Regions from separate parts of the Arachis hypogaea genome. Here region 1 is linked to region 2. The links are chromatin contacts, called in public Hi-C maps. All regions are on one chromosome and are shown on one strand. Each heading gives the region's core, a stretch centred on a gene start, on an enhancer-like site or on the middle of the called end of the contact. The rest is flanking DNA. Distances are from core to core; before and after follow the strand shown. Region 1 holds the start of LOC112729224 (probable methyltransferase PMT11). Region 2 holds the start of LOC112727286.

Region 1 (6,693 bases), core at 68-2,567, 290 kb before region 2:
AGTCAAATCATGGCATCAGAAAAGTAAGAAAGAGAAAGAGAGAAAAAGCTTTCTCCCTAAGCCAGTAACCAAAGAAGCAAGAAAGAGAGAGTTAAAGCTTGAAGCACAGAAGCTAAAACAGAAAATCCAAACTAAATCAAGCTTAAGAAAGGTAATCCATCTCATCTTGCATGCATCAGATCTTCATCCCTTCTTCCCAACTCTCTGCACTACCCGAAAATGGCATTCAAGGAAAAGTTGTTCTCTGCCCTATTCTGCTTCACATCTACGGTCACAAGTGATACTTGGGGACCAAGTAGTTTTTCAATGGCTAAGATCAAGTTGACCATAAGAAGATTTCTATTGTTACTGTTTTGTGGCTTTCGTTCAAGTTGGAGAAGTCAGAAGCAAAGGTTCTACTTTGATGCTTGAGAAGAAAAAGTAAGCTTGTGGGTTGGTGAAGCTCAAGGCTCAAGGTGTTAACCTTGGAAGAAGAACTCAGCCACATGCAAGGAGATATAAGAAGCTTGCTGTTCATTCAGAAAGCAAGGAGAGAAAACCAGTGAATAGAGGTTATTGTTCTAAGAGAGTTCTTTGAAGAAGTTCAACTAACTGGACAGTGTAACCTAATCAAAGGTGCATTCCGCCAGTATGAAGAACTGAATCAGATGCTTGCTAATCTGGTTTTTCGCATAGCACAGAGGCTGTTGATGAAGTCAATCTCCTTCATGTTTTACTGATTGTAATGTTCTTTTCAATGTTTATCATTCTGTAATTTCTAGTGAGAAAAGGCATTGTGAGAAAACTCAAGTAAAAAAGCCATGAGTGGAAAAAGGCTGAGTGAAACACTTGAGAGAAAAGCCTAGAGTTATTTTCAGATTTCTTTAGGTGTGTTTATGTCTTGTATCTTGTACCTGTGAGGTATCCCTTTCTTAGTTGGGTTAGCACTAAGAGTGAATAGTTAGGTATTAGCATAGCCAAGGTCAAGTTAGGTTAGAACTTGAGTGTGAAAGGATTGGGTCAATCTTGAGTTATTGGTGTATGTAATACTGTTAACTATAGTGAAATTCTTCCATAGTTGTGGAGGAGACTGGATGTAGGTTGCATAGCACAAGGCAACCGAACCAGGATACATGCTGGTGTTAGCTTTTCTCTTCTCTGCTGTGTTCTGTTTTCTGATATTCATGAGACCAAAATAAATTGTCTCATAAATTTCCGCTGCTGAGTTCAAACAGAATCAGAATTGCATATTTGTTAAAAAAGGTAATAACAGCAACTAAAAAGGAAGGCATAGATTCAACCCCCCTTCTCTAAGCCTACCACAACCTTCAAATGTTGTTCCTGTTAGTAGCACAAATACCTTGCCAGTTATCTACGACCGTGGATTGATGGGAGTTATGCATGACTGGTATTTAACAAAACTTACTTAAGATATATTAAATACAAATGTTCACCTTGTGGTACTGAGGTTTCCCAATTCCATGTACTGAAAGAGCCTCTATATCAATTCCCCCAAATTACTTTTGCGATCTTGTTAGTGTTTTGTAATATTCTGCAATTTTTATAATTTAGGTGTGAAGCATTTGACACCTACCCAAGAACCTATGATTTTCTGCATGCTGCCAACCTTCTTTCTGCAGAGCGCAAAAGGTACCTTTTTCTTTTCTTATCAAGCTTGTATCTTTCCTCCTGGCTTATAATCATTACACTATTTCTGTTAATAATGAGAAAAATGAGAATTGTGGTTTGAATATCCAATCCGATATTCATCTTTCGTAATAGTAGCTTAGGAAATAACTATTTTATGATCGCTCTGCTCGACTGCAAAGTCCAGTATTGATAATGTCTATGTGTTGGATTTCTCTCTTATCAGATGCAATGTGTCATCTATTATGCTTGAGATGGACCGAATACTAAGACCAGGAGGACGGGTATACATCCGCGATTCTATTGCCATCATGGATGAAATTCAAGACATTGCCAAGGCAATGGGGTGGCAAGTCACATTGAGAGATACATCTGAGGGGCCTCATGCTAGTTATAGAGTATTGGTGTGTGACAAGCACCTGCTACATGCTTGAAACAAAATGGGAAGGTATGCATAAACATGAAATGGAACACATGTTTTGCTTTGATCCTACAAATAGTGGAAGTGAAGTCATACAACATGAAATCCTGTTTGTCATTTCAGAAATATAGGAAGATTTTAAGTGGCTAGTATCACTCACTTGTTACTTAAAGAGGTCAAAAAGTGATGAGTGTTGGAAGCATTTTTTTGGTTGATACTAGGCATGAGATGCGCGATCCCGAAAAGCTGGGTAAGTCAGGTGCATCATCTAACTTAGTTGTAACATTCAATTTATTTGTATATTACAAAGCTATTCCACATATATTCATTGTTGATTATTCCAAATAGAACAAATCATCTATGTACGATTTTGATACATTTTTCCCATTGATTTATAAGTAGTTTCCAAATAAGGTATACATTTTCTTCTTGATTGAAGAAAAATCATGCTCTAGGGTCAGCTTCGCAGAGAGAGAGATGAGAGAAAGTGAGAAGAGAGAGAGACTAATGGGAGTAAGGGAGTGAGAAAGGAAAGAAGACGCGAAAAGAGAGGAAGGAGGAGGTCGCCAGCGTTGATGGTGGCTGACGGAGGTGCCGCTGTGCGGCAGTGATGAAGGCAGGAAGAATGGAAGGGAAAAAGAACGAAGGAAAAAGAAAAGGCAGAGAAATTCGAAACAGGATTGGGGGAGGTTACAAAAACGGTGTCGTTTTTGTCTCCAAGGACTTATATGTCCTGTTACGAAATGCTCCATGCCACCTGGCCTTCGTTACGGCCACCTCAGTGCCACCTCTGCCAGCTCATCCTTTTCCGTCCAATGCAAACGGCTGAATTCAACGGAAGGATATAAATGTCTACGTTTTTCAGGGGTCAGGGACTTGAATGTATTTTCCATTCCTTGAGGACAAAAATGTCCGCAAAAAAAAAAGTCAGGGACGAAAATATCCTTTACTCTATAATTTTTTTGTTAAAAAGCATAAAAATTTTAAACATAGCATGTTTTATTGATCTTGTTTTTATTCTTTTATCATGTTTACAACAAGAGATATCTACATCTTGTCTTATATCATCTGTTTATATTCTCACTATTCCATCAAAGAGTTTCATTTAGTAAGTGGAGAGAAACTCTTCCATTTTCAAATTTCAATAATTATTGAGACTTCAAAGTAATTTTTTAATTCAATAATTACTCATATTTCTGATTTTGGGTGGTGGATATATATGGGCACTAAGAAATTTGAATTAGGGTTTATATAGTTAAAAAATTTGAGGCTTTTGTCAAATTGTGCGAGATTATGTTAAATTGATAACATTATTAGCTTACATATATTATCGTTGTCTTTTTCCTTTTCTCTTTAAGCTGTCTTCAATTTAGAAAGAAAATCTTACGAGATCAAAACAAATTTCGTTAGCTTCAGTCACCTGATACATTTCAAATATGGATCTTCAATGAAACCTTCTATGGCTTTAAAGAGGATCTCACATTTTAAATTTTCAATAGTTCAAACACAGTAGTAAAAATTCTCAAAAAGTTCAAACACAGTAGTAAAAATTCTCAAAAAATTTATTATAACGTAGTAACGCAATTATCATCCCACATAATACAATCTAACAAGCAAGCGAATGTCAAAAATATAAGATTAACGACGGTGCACAACAGGCATGAGATGCGCAATTTCTGTTGAGAGCTTGAAGAAACTCCAAAGTCAGTTCATATCAAACTGCTACAGGATATTTTCCTAGTCAGCTACACTAAATGCAACTAATATGAATCATGAAGTCACCATCTACATATACTGCTTGAACACATACCTGCGATTAAAATGTAACTACACAATTTGGTCAAACTGGTGGAGCAAGAGCAATCTTTCTAGTACTGAAGAAAGTAGCAAAAGATTGCTAGCATTGTTACCAAAAACAGTTTATGTATAGCTTCAGCAATAAAATCATTTTGAAGAGCATTTTAAATGTAATTCTATATTAAAAGGGCTTCAGGGGTTGCTTTACAAAGAATCCACATTTACTTGCGAATTTGGCGAAAGACATGTGAAAAATGGATACTAACTTGCTAAATTTTTAATAAAAGGCTATCTCGCAATGCTAGGTAAATTTACAATAATTAAAATACATATTAGAAGGGAGGAAATGGATTGCACTCACCTCCTGAAGAACTCAGTAACATATCGTATCACGAACCACATTAATACAATCAGCAAAATATCTGGAAAAGTTTAGGAACATATACAAGCAGTACCACAACAGACAAGATTGCACATGAATTCAAGGAACTCAACTTTGCGCTTTTTGTCGAATAATGTTCTGAAATAACTTTTGGAAAGAAAAAAAATTATCTAAATTAAAATGATCCAAAATGGTAAAGTATCTCCAATATGGTTTCATTTATCTTTTCTTGGCATAAAAGACACACATTTCTCGCACATAAATATCTAGAAATGATTTGAGTTTTAGATCAGTTGAAAAAAGAAAAAGAAAAAATGTAAATGAGGTAAAAGCCATGTAGAAGAGACTGCAATAGAGGATACTAAAAGTACAGCGTTCCCACCAATCCAACATATAAAGGCCAAAAGTAACATTGTAGAGGAAGATCTTACGCTGAATCCAATTCATTTCTCCCATGGCTGCAAAAAGAATAATAGTAATTTTGTTCAGAATGTACTCAACAGCAATAAAACTTATTTCGAAATACTTTTCAGCATATATCATGCTCACCAGAGCAAAGAAGTGCCTCACTGAGTCCAACTTAATATGCCCAACAAGGTTTTCAAGGGCGAGCTCCTACACAACCACGAGAGAGTGTTGCAAGAACGTAAAAACGTAGCTAAGAACGGAAGTTTCTACTAGAATGTACAATATTTTATTATACAAATACATACATGCGCAAATTAGTGACATTAACACAATTATACTTGTATTGACAATGGATAATGTCATAATTCACAAATTAGATGAGTTTGGTTGCGTGATTTTAACAAATAGATGGCATGCAATCATCAAACGAGCAAACAAATCAACCAGATCAACAACAAATGGGTACGGATAGCAGTGGACCATATTGGAAAATATGAAATTTGCAGGTAAAATATTAGAGCTTTCATGAATGCATATGTTAAGACAGCAAAATTGAAATCAAAGAAGAAAACCAGAGAGCATATGAATCAAGACAGAGGCACTTGAGAGAGAGGGGAATGGATATTGAAGTGAATACCTTTGGCCTATGGATCCAGATAGAAATGGAGGGGAAGAGAGAAGAGAGACAAGACATCCTACGAAGACAAACTATGTATCAAGTAATGAATCGATGAAAATAACAAAATTATTATTATCAAGCCTTCAAACCTGGGGCTACCAACATCACTTTTCACTTAGCCGGATCAAAATTACAAAAATAACCATGTCTTAATTTTCTTATTACTAATGAATCTGCCTCCATAAATCATGTTGAATTGTTATTCAATTCAATCAACTCGGAATGCCACATTTCTTTTTTGAGTAAAGTATCGTTTTTGTTCCTAACGTTTGGGGTAAGTCTTATTTGTGTTCCTAACGTTTAAATCGTCCTATTTGTATCCCTAACGTTTATAAAAGTGATTCAATGTTATCCTACTATTAATAGAATTTACCCCAAACGTTGGGGATAAAAACGATACTTTACTCTTCTTTTTTTTTTGGTCAATGTCATGGGCTAGGCCTGTCCAACCCACAATACAAAGAAATAGCTGGGCACATAGAAAAAAGAAAAATGGGAGACGGCAAAACAAAGCTGTTTCAAGTTAATTACCAAAAAACTAATTACCAAAGCTTCCACTTCAAACTCCTGCGCTGCCTCCGAGACTGCTGCATATATCCTTCATGCTTCCCAACAGTTCTAAGCTAATATATAATAAGCCTTTAGCTTGGGCCATTCTATTCTTATTAGTAAAAACAAAAACTTCCTTTTTTGGTAGACAAAGGGACCAAAGGCCCAACAAGTAATTACCACATACAACTACCACGAGTGTTGGGCCAAGTTAATCATAAGAAGATTCTTAGACTCATTCCTGTTCCTTCTAAAGCCCTTGCTGAAGCCCAAATATGTACCCATACCACTTCATTCCAAAATTATTGACCAAAAATTAAGAAATGTATTTTTTTAGCTAGATTGAAACATCCAATGTATAACCTAATATTATAGTGGTAAAAAAAAAAAAACTAATACTATAACCATGGTTAGAGACTTGTACTAAACTACTAAACTACTAATGACATATCTGGTGCTTCCGAAATGACCACCCAACCCATGTTTTAGAGCGGTTGAATTCAGTTGTGGATGTGAACTTTGTACGTGAATATGTAGTGTGAGTGAGTGTTGTAATATAAAAAGAAAAAAATAGTTCTAATACTATGACTAGTACCCAAAAGAAAAACAAAACCAAATGTATATGTAGTTATGTACCAAAAGAAATAAAGCTTCTCTACCAAAATAAATAAATAAATAAAAGTATAAAAACAGAATAACAATGATTACATGCATAGATCCAAATTTCATGTTATATATTCAATGGCGAAAGTATGCTATGTACGTCAAAATCTTATCTTTATTTTTAAACAAATATGTGTACTTACAAGCCTATTAAACATATATATAGTA
Region 2 (7,019 bases), core at 1,721-4,220:
TTCCTAATCTATTTTGATTGGTTTTTCCAGGGACCATCACTTGTATCATGGTTGGTTGGACCATGTAAGTTGGAACCACTGTTCAAGCATCTGTATCTGAACTGGATTCCGAGTCTTCTTCAATTTGACCCTCAAAAGGTCTCATCCGGTTCATATTGGCTTCCAATGGGGGTAGTCCATCATCATCATCGTTGTCGTTGTCATCATTCTCCTCTATCTTGCTTTCTTGTTGGGAGCTGCTCCTTTCATTTGAATCATCAACCATCTCAGATTTAAAAGTTTCAGGCCTACATGGAAACAATGAAGTATAAGATGTGCCTTTGATATGGTTACCAATGAAAACTGCCATATAAAATTCTAGTTGGATAATAAAACCCTGTTATCAAATGATTATTCAACAGGGAAACTCAATGCAAGTAGAACTCTAGAAATCAAAGCTGGAAATGAGAGCACACCATTCTGGAGATTTCTGAAGTGCTCGAACTTGCTCGTAGAAAAGAACCTGGGAAACAAGACAAGCCACCTTGCTACCAGATTCAAGAGCCTTTTCCTTTCCACTTTCATCAACTACAACAAAGCTCCCTGCACATTGAGAAATCAACTTGTAATGGTTAACAGATGAAGTGGAGGCCAAAGAAATTAATTCAAAAGAAACAGCCCAATTTCTATATATGCTGAACCGAAATTCATTCGCTGAGGGGTCAAAGTTACATAAAACACAGCGAGTTCCCTGAATAGATTATTCAAATAGCCATAATAAATGTTTCAACTACAAGTGTAGCAGTAGAATATAGATAACGGAATTAATAATTTCAATTCTGATGGGTAGGATTCGTTCAACAAATTGTGATGGTAACAAGAGTTGACACTGCTTTAAAACAGATCATATAACATATTAGCATTAAAGTTGTCCCAATACCCAAATGGACATAGAGAACCATCGTCCACTGGTTTACTAAGATAAAGAAACAATATTACTACTTACTAGAGAACAAAAGCAAAATGCTAAATTTTTTGTGTTAATGCTCAAATCAATCCTTGAAAGCTCAATTTAGTCCTGAAAATACCAACATAATGTGCCACATGACACTTAACTGTGACGTGTCAACTACAAGTTGACTCACGTTGGTTGGTATTTTTGAGATCAAATTGAGGCGTTGAGTCTTTTTGGGATCAAATTGAGGCGTTGAATCTTTCCGGAACTAAATTCACTCATATATGATCTTTCAAGGATAATTTTGTGCATTACTCCTTTATTTTTTCAACTTTTAGAAGACAAAACGAGATGGCATGTTCAATAGTCTCTAAATTAGAACAGTGGGTATTGCTTTACTGCTTACATAGAACAAACCTCGTCTTATCCACATGCTCTTCTGAAATTTAGCAGGAAACAGCGCTAATGATTTCTCACCGTGTGCATCCATGACCTTCGACACAAGAAAATAATCATAGTAGAAACACCAATAAGAACAATATGAACTATGAAGTGAGCTATCAAAAGATAACCATCCATTTAAAAGATTTGAATGGATAAGAATGTTACGAGGTTCATGGATCAAAACAAAAGTGATATGAAAAGATGATTTCGAAGATGTAGAAGTTGTGAAGAAGTACCTCAATGAGATTGGAGCCACGGAGAGAGACAACCTGCATGATGGATTGACCATCTTGAAGGGTAATGTGCCGTTCCTCCGTTGCTCTCTTCAAATTCTTCCTTCCTCCTCTCATGGCGAAAATTCACTTCTCCTAAATCAACTTAAACCTAATTTCACCACAGCAGAGCTAACAATGGTGCATTCACTCTGGCAGTGGTATATTTCACTGTGGAGCTCTAAGCTCCTGGAATTGGTTTCCCTGCGGAAATCAGAGTCATTATTGTTAGACATAACTAATGCAAAAAAGATAATAAACTACCAAGATTAGCATTTCCTTTTGTTTGATACAATAATAAAATAAAAATAACATTTTATATACTTTTTTTATATACTTAAAGGAAAAAATATCTACAACAGTGGAGCTAGGATCCAAGAATAAACTTGGTCAGGACTCAGGAGCAGTACCTATGCAAAATAACCAAAATAACCAAAACAGAACAAAACCCAGCAACACCATAACCTATTTGCCTTTTTTTTATGGTTAGCAGAAGCTCTAAGAGAGCACAGTAGCAGTCCAACGACCATGTCATACAAGTTCAAAGAAAGAGAAAAACGCAGCTCAACAACAAAAATAAATCAAACAACAAAAACCATCAATAGGATAACACTAGGCATATCAAATTAGGTATACAGTATCTATTTTCGTAAAATTTCATAAGACATCTGAACTGATTCTGTTCACCAATTTTGTCTCTCCCTCACTCACTTAACAGTGACATAATTCTATTTGCCACTTCCAGTTTTCACACCTTGAACCATAAGACAAATTATCATAACTCTAACTATTTGCCTATTACATCTGCTCTCACCTTCTAAGCTATTAACACCAAAAACTCAAAACCATATATCTGCACAAACACATTATTAGAAAGCAACTAAATATACTAATTAGAGAAAATAGAAAAAGAACGAACCAGAAACAGGACAGCTGAGGAGAAGCAGACTCAGAAGCACGAGCGGAGCAGCCGAGCAGGACAAAAAGCAGCGGCGGAAACAGAAGGGGACGCAGGAGGCGAACGAAGCAGCCGCGGGCGGAGGAACCAGAGGCAGAGGCGGATTCAAAAGCACGAGCCCGGACGCAGGAGGCGAACCAGTTCTCTCTTCTCTGATCTCTCTTGGAGGCTAGTGTGACTGTGTGAGTGTGAGAACGGAGACGCTGGAGTTGAACGGAGCAGGAGGAGACGTGGAAAACGTAGCTACAATTGCCGGAGGCGCTGACTCTGGCCGAGTGGGAAAACAGAGGGGGGGAAAGGAAGGGGAGAAGAGGAAGGTAGTAGTAGCAGCAGCAAGAGCAAAGGGTAGTTGGGGCGGGTTCAGATCATATAGGGTTTCTTTTGATTTTTTTAAGGGTAAAGAATTTTTTTTAAGTTACCAAAAAAAAATATATTTTTTAAATTTTATCAAAAATTTTAAAATTATTTTTAATTTTTAATTTTATTTTTAACATTGGAATTAAATTTTAATTTTAATTTTATTTTTAATTTTTTGATTATCAATAATTAATCAAATTTTTTTATATAGAGTTAATAAAAAATGAAAATAAGCATTATACCTGTCCAAGTGGTATAAAACGCACAATACTCAAGAAATGGAGCTTTTTCAAAAAAAATCTTTATGACAGTTCTACAAAAAGAGAGATGATGGTTGAGCTCATGAGAATAAGTACTACTTGTAATATATATTCTATCTGCGGTTATTTAATTCGGACCAATTCATTCGAATAGGGTTATTTATTCGACTCGTTGTGGATAGAATAGAGTGCAGTGCGAGTTTGTCTGCGAATAGAATAAGGTACGAATTTAGGATATACTCTATCGAATCTTATTCGCACAATATCTAAAAATTATGTATGTAATGAAAAAAAAAGAATGTTAAAAGCACAATTTTTCTTTTATAAAAATTTGAAATAACCACTAAATTAGTTGATAATTATATTATTTGTAATTTTATATTAGGTTTTTTAAAATTTTATATTGTTTTTAATTTTAATTTAAACTTATTTTTTATTTTCTATTTTATTAATATGTATGAAATTTAGAATGGTTGAGTTTTATATTTGTTTAAAAAAATTTTATTTTTCTACAAATAACAAGTAAGATAGAGTTTAAAACTTTAGGATGCGGCTAGAGTTAGGATTGAGAGATTCTCAATTCGCAGATAGAATTGGATCAAATTTTAAAAAAAAAATTAACCCGTAAATAAAGTTAGGTAGAGTCCAAACCTTAACATACTCTACCCATTACCAGCCCTGAGAATACGAGATAAAAATAGATTTGATGCCTTCTGAATTCATTAGCGAGTTTCATGGCTTGAAAGAATAACTCTCTAAGACTTATTCTCAAACACCTAAGAGTTTCGATCTAATCAAATTTTTCACATTAGGTACACTGTTTGGTCATTTGATTCTTCTGCTAGTGAATTATCTGGTGTAGAAGCATACATGATTTCTACACATGTAGAAATGTGATGTCATTGTAAAATCTTGACAGGTATATGTAAAAAAACATTTTTATTGTTGCAGTATTGTGCAGGACGTGTACAATAATTATCATGTAGAGGAGTGCGTTGGTTTTCGTTGAAGATGAAGTAGATTAACACTAATTAACAATTAATAATAACGGATTGTGATGATGGACTGAATTTTTTTTGGCATAGTGAGTGTATTCAAGTAATTACAAAAAGCATTCTAATTAGTTGGTTAGGTGCATATAGGTTGAGCCAATATAATTATCTGTTTTGTCTTTTGAGTAGATAAAAAATGTTTAAAATAAACTAACGATACATTTAAAAGTGAACATTTAGAAAAAAAAATCATAACATGGGATGCAGATGAAAAGAAAAAAACGAAAATGTTTGGCTTATAGAGAAGTAGTGTATAATGGGGTTTTAAATGAATTTTGTTAGTTAATCCTAATACAAACATATAATAAGAAGTAATATGAATAATTATGCAATTATAGTGCTGTGAACAGATGCATGAAGCAAGAGAAAACGGAAAAAACGAACGTCTGATTTATTTTTCTATTCGTTACAATATATTTTAGATTTCTGTTATTATTGTCTTTATTCTTTTTCTCTGAATATTTGAAAAATATGATAAATATAAACTTATTAATATAGAAATTTTTTATTTTTAATAAATAAATTAATTATAATAATTATTGAAATAAATATTTTAAAAAATTATTACCGAAATAAATACCCCTCTTTTATTATCGTCTCTTTTACCTCTTTCTAATCATATTATCAATACATACGACGATGACGTGCGCAGTTGGTAACGATGGAGACATCAACAGGCTGAACGAAACTTCGAATTACGCCGGGGCAGCCGACTTTGAGGTTAGTTTTGCTGTGTTAAATTTTGTGCAATCCTCTATAGACATATTTTTGTATGTACCCATGGTTAGGGTAGTCGCAAAGAACTAGAGTATAGTTTGTAGAGTTAAGAATAGGTCGCTTGTAGAAATTTAGAACTCTATTTAATAGTGGTAGGTTATTGCTACGACATAGTTATTAGTTTAGAACTCTATTTTATCTGTAGTAGGTTGTTACTACTTATTATAATCTTCTAGTTAGGTTTTTTTTAGTATCAAATATATTAAAATGAACAGAATACTATTCTTCGAAAAAGCAAGTAATTAAAGATGTAAATATGTTCTTAATTAGGAATATCTTTAACTTAGAAAGAAATATTTATTTAACTTTAATATTTTTTATACTAAAAAGATCCTATTACAAAAGCTTTAAAATACTTAAAAACAGTGTAAGCAGTGTTTATAAGGTATCTCTTACCCTCGGCTGACTTAAAACGAGTCATAAAGTTCACCGCCATGTGTCTGATACAGTAAGCGTGAGGCTTTAGGGAGATGCCAACCACTGTCATCGGCACTGAGGGCGGCATTGATGGCCTGCAATCTATCGGAGATAACCAGTAGGCCGTCTTGTGGGGTGACATGGCGTCTCTGATTAGTAAGGAAGAACGACCATGACTCGGTACTCTTGGACTCGACAATGGCAAAAGCAATAGGCATGATGTTGTTGTTGCCGTCTTGTGCCACCGCTATAAGCAACACTTTACCGTATCTGCCATACAGATGCGTGCCATCGACAAAAAAAACGGTTTACAATGCTTGAAAGCCTCAACACAGGATGGGAAAGCCCAAAATACTTTATCGAACATGCTACAGTCGCGGACCAGAAGGTGTCCATCGTAGTATGGTCCGTCCCATAGCTCACAAATGGTGCCGGGAAAACAGCTCTACAGTGCCTGAAGTAGTTTCGGCACCTTGTTGTATGACTCCTCCTAATCCCCGTAGATCTGTGCAATTGCCTTCTGCTTCGCCATTCACACCTTGCTGTAGGAGGGTTTAAAGTGATAGCTCGCTCTGACCGTACCTTGCAGGACCGTGATGCTGACAGAGAGGTTGGATTATATCAACGGTAGTATGACCTTGCAGATGAGACTGCTATCCAACTGTCGATGGTCTCGGGACATGGTGGGTGCTAAACAATTGTGCGCTCCACCAACCCTCCGGACCTCCCTAACGCAATAGAAAAGCATTGACTCAGGCATATTTCAAAACTACTAAATATATTGCACAGAAGTACTCAAAAGTTCAATTAAATTTGCACTCACCAGTATCCGAGGTTCTGTCAAAGGTTCAACTGGTTGACCCGGTCATAATTAATTAATTATATAAAATTTAATTTTTTATATCAAATTAACTTATTTTCTAATTCATTAATTAATTAGTATCTATTACATTATTTAAATATATGTTAAAAATATTAGTATTAATAGATGTTATATAATTATCAAAAACAAAAATATATCATTGATTAATAAAAATTTTTTGCTTATCTTTTTTAATTTAAAGATATTTAACAAAGTTTAATTTTTATTTTAATAATTATATATAATTAAAAAATAATTCTTTTTTTAAAAAAGTAAGTATAAAATAAAAAATAAAATAAATTAATATGAATACTATCCATTAGAATAAAAAAATAAAAAATATATTAAATTTATATGGCTAAAAGAATTAATACACAAGTGATTAATTAGGATATGTCTAATAGTTAGTAATATATTTATTAAAACACACCATATAACACAAAGAGAAAACTTGCCCCAGTGGTTGCAAGGGCTCTTTTGCAACTTGAATAACTCAAGTTTGAACCCCAGCAGCAGCGCCTAGTGTATATTCTCAATTTTTGAAATTAAGTGATGCTGACATCAGCGGTTGACCCGTTCCGGTTCGAGTTTCGGTTTAGACCGAGTTTGACCGGTTTGTTTATCCGGTTCAAATGTTAACCCGGACCGGTTTAGGATTCGGTTCACCAGTTTTCTGGCCGGTCCGG

Evidence for each region. Hi-C and Micro-C count contacts between places; a contact is called where the count stands out from the background.
Region 1: a contact with region 2 is called in a Hi-C map of an unstated tissue, with 5 times the contacts expected there. The contact joins the promoter of LOC112729224 here to the promoter of LOC112727286 in region 2. A contact is called at or near these places in 3 of 8 Hi-C or Micro-C datasets (leaf and an unstated tissue).

The regions. Positions count from the first base shown.
Region 1 is chr12:33,322,964-33,329,656 of arahy.Tifrunner.gnm2.J5K5, reverse strand. It overlaps LOC112729224 (probable methyltransferase PMT11), which reads left to right and starts at 1,317. Exons shown (of 3, transcript XM_072210447.1): 1 at 1,317-1,387; 2 at 1,552-1,629; 3 at 1,853-2,466. The coding sequence starts at 1,368. The coding sequence ends at 2,060. It overlaps LOC112727288 (a long non-coding RNA gene), which reads right to left and starts at 5,917. Exons shown (of 6, transcript XR_011868462.1): 1 at 5,860-5,917; 2 at 5,272-5,329; 3 at 4,776-4,841; 4 at 4,589-4,684; 5 at 4,206-4,266; 6 at 3,589-3,857.
Region 2 is chr12:33,034,748-33,041,766 of arahy.Tifrunner.gnm2.J5K5, reverse strand. LOC112727286 reads right to left here and starts at 2,970. Exons shown (of 5, transcript XM_025776968.2): 1 at 2,570-2,970; 2 at 1,615-1,854; 3 at 1,352-1,427; 4 at 456-582; 5 at 1-287. The coding sequence starts at 1,728. The coding sequence ends at 83.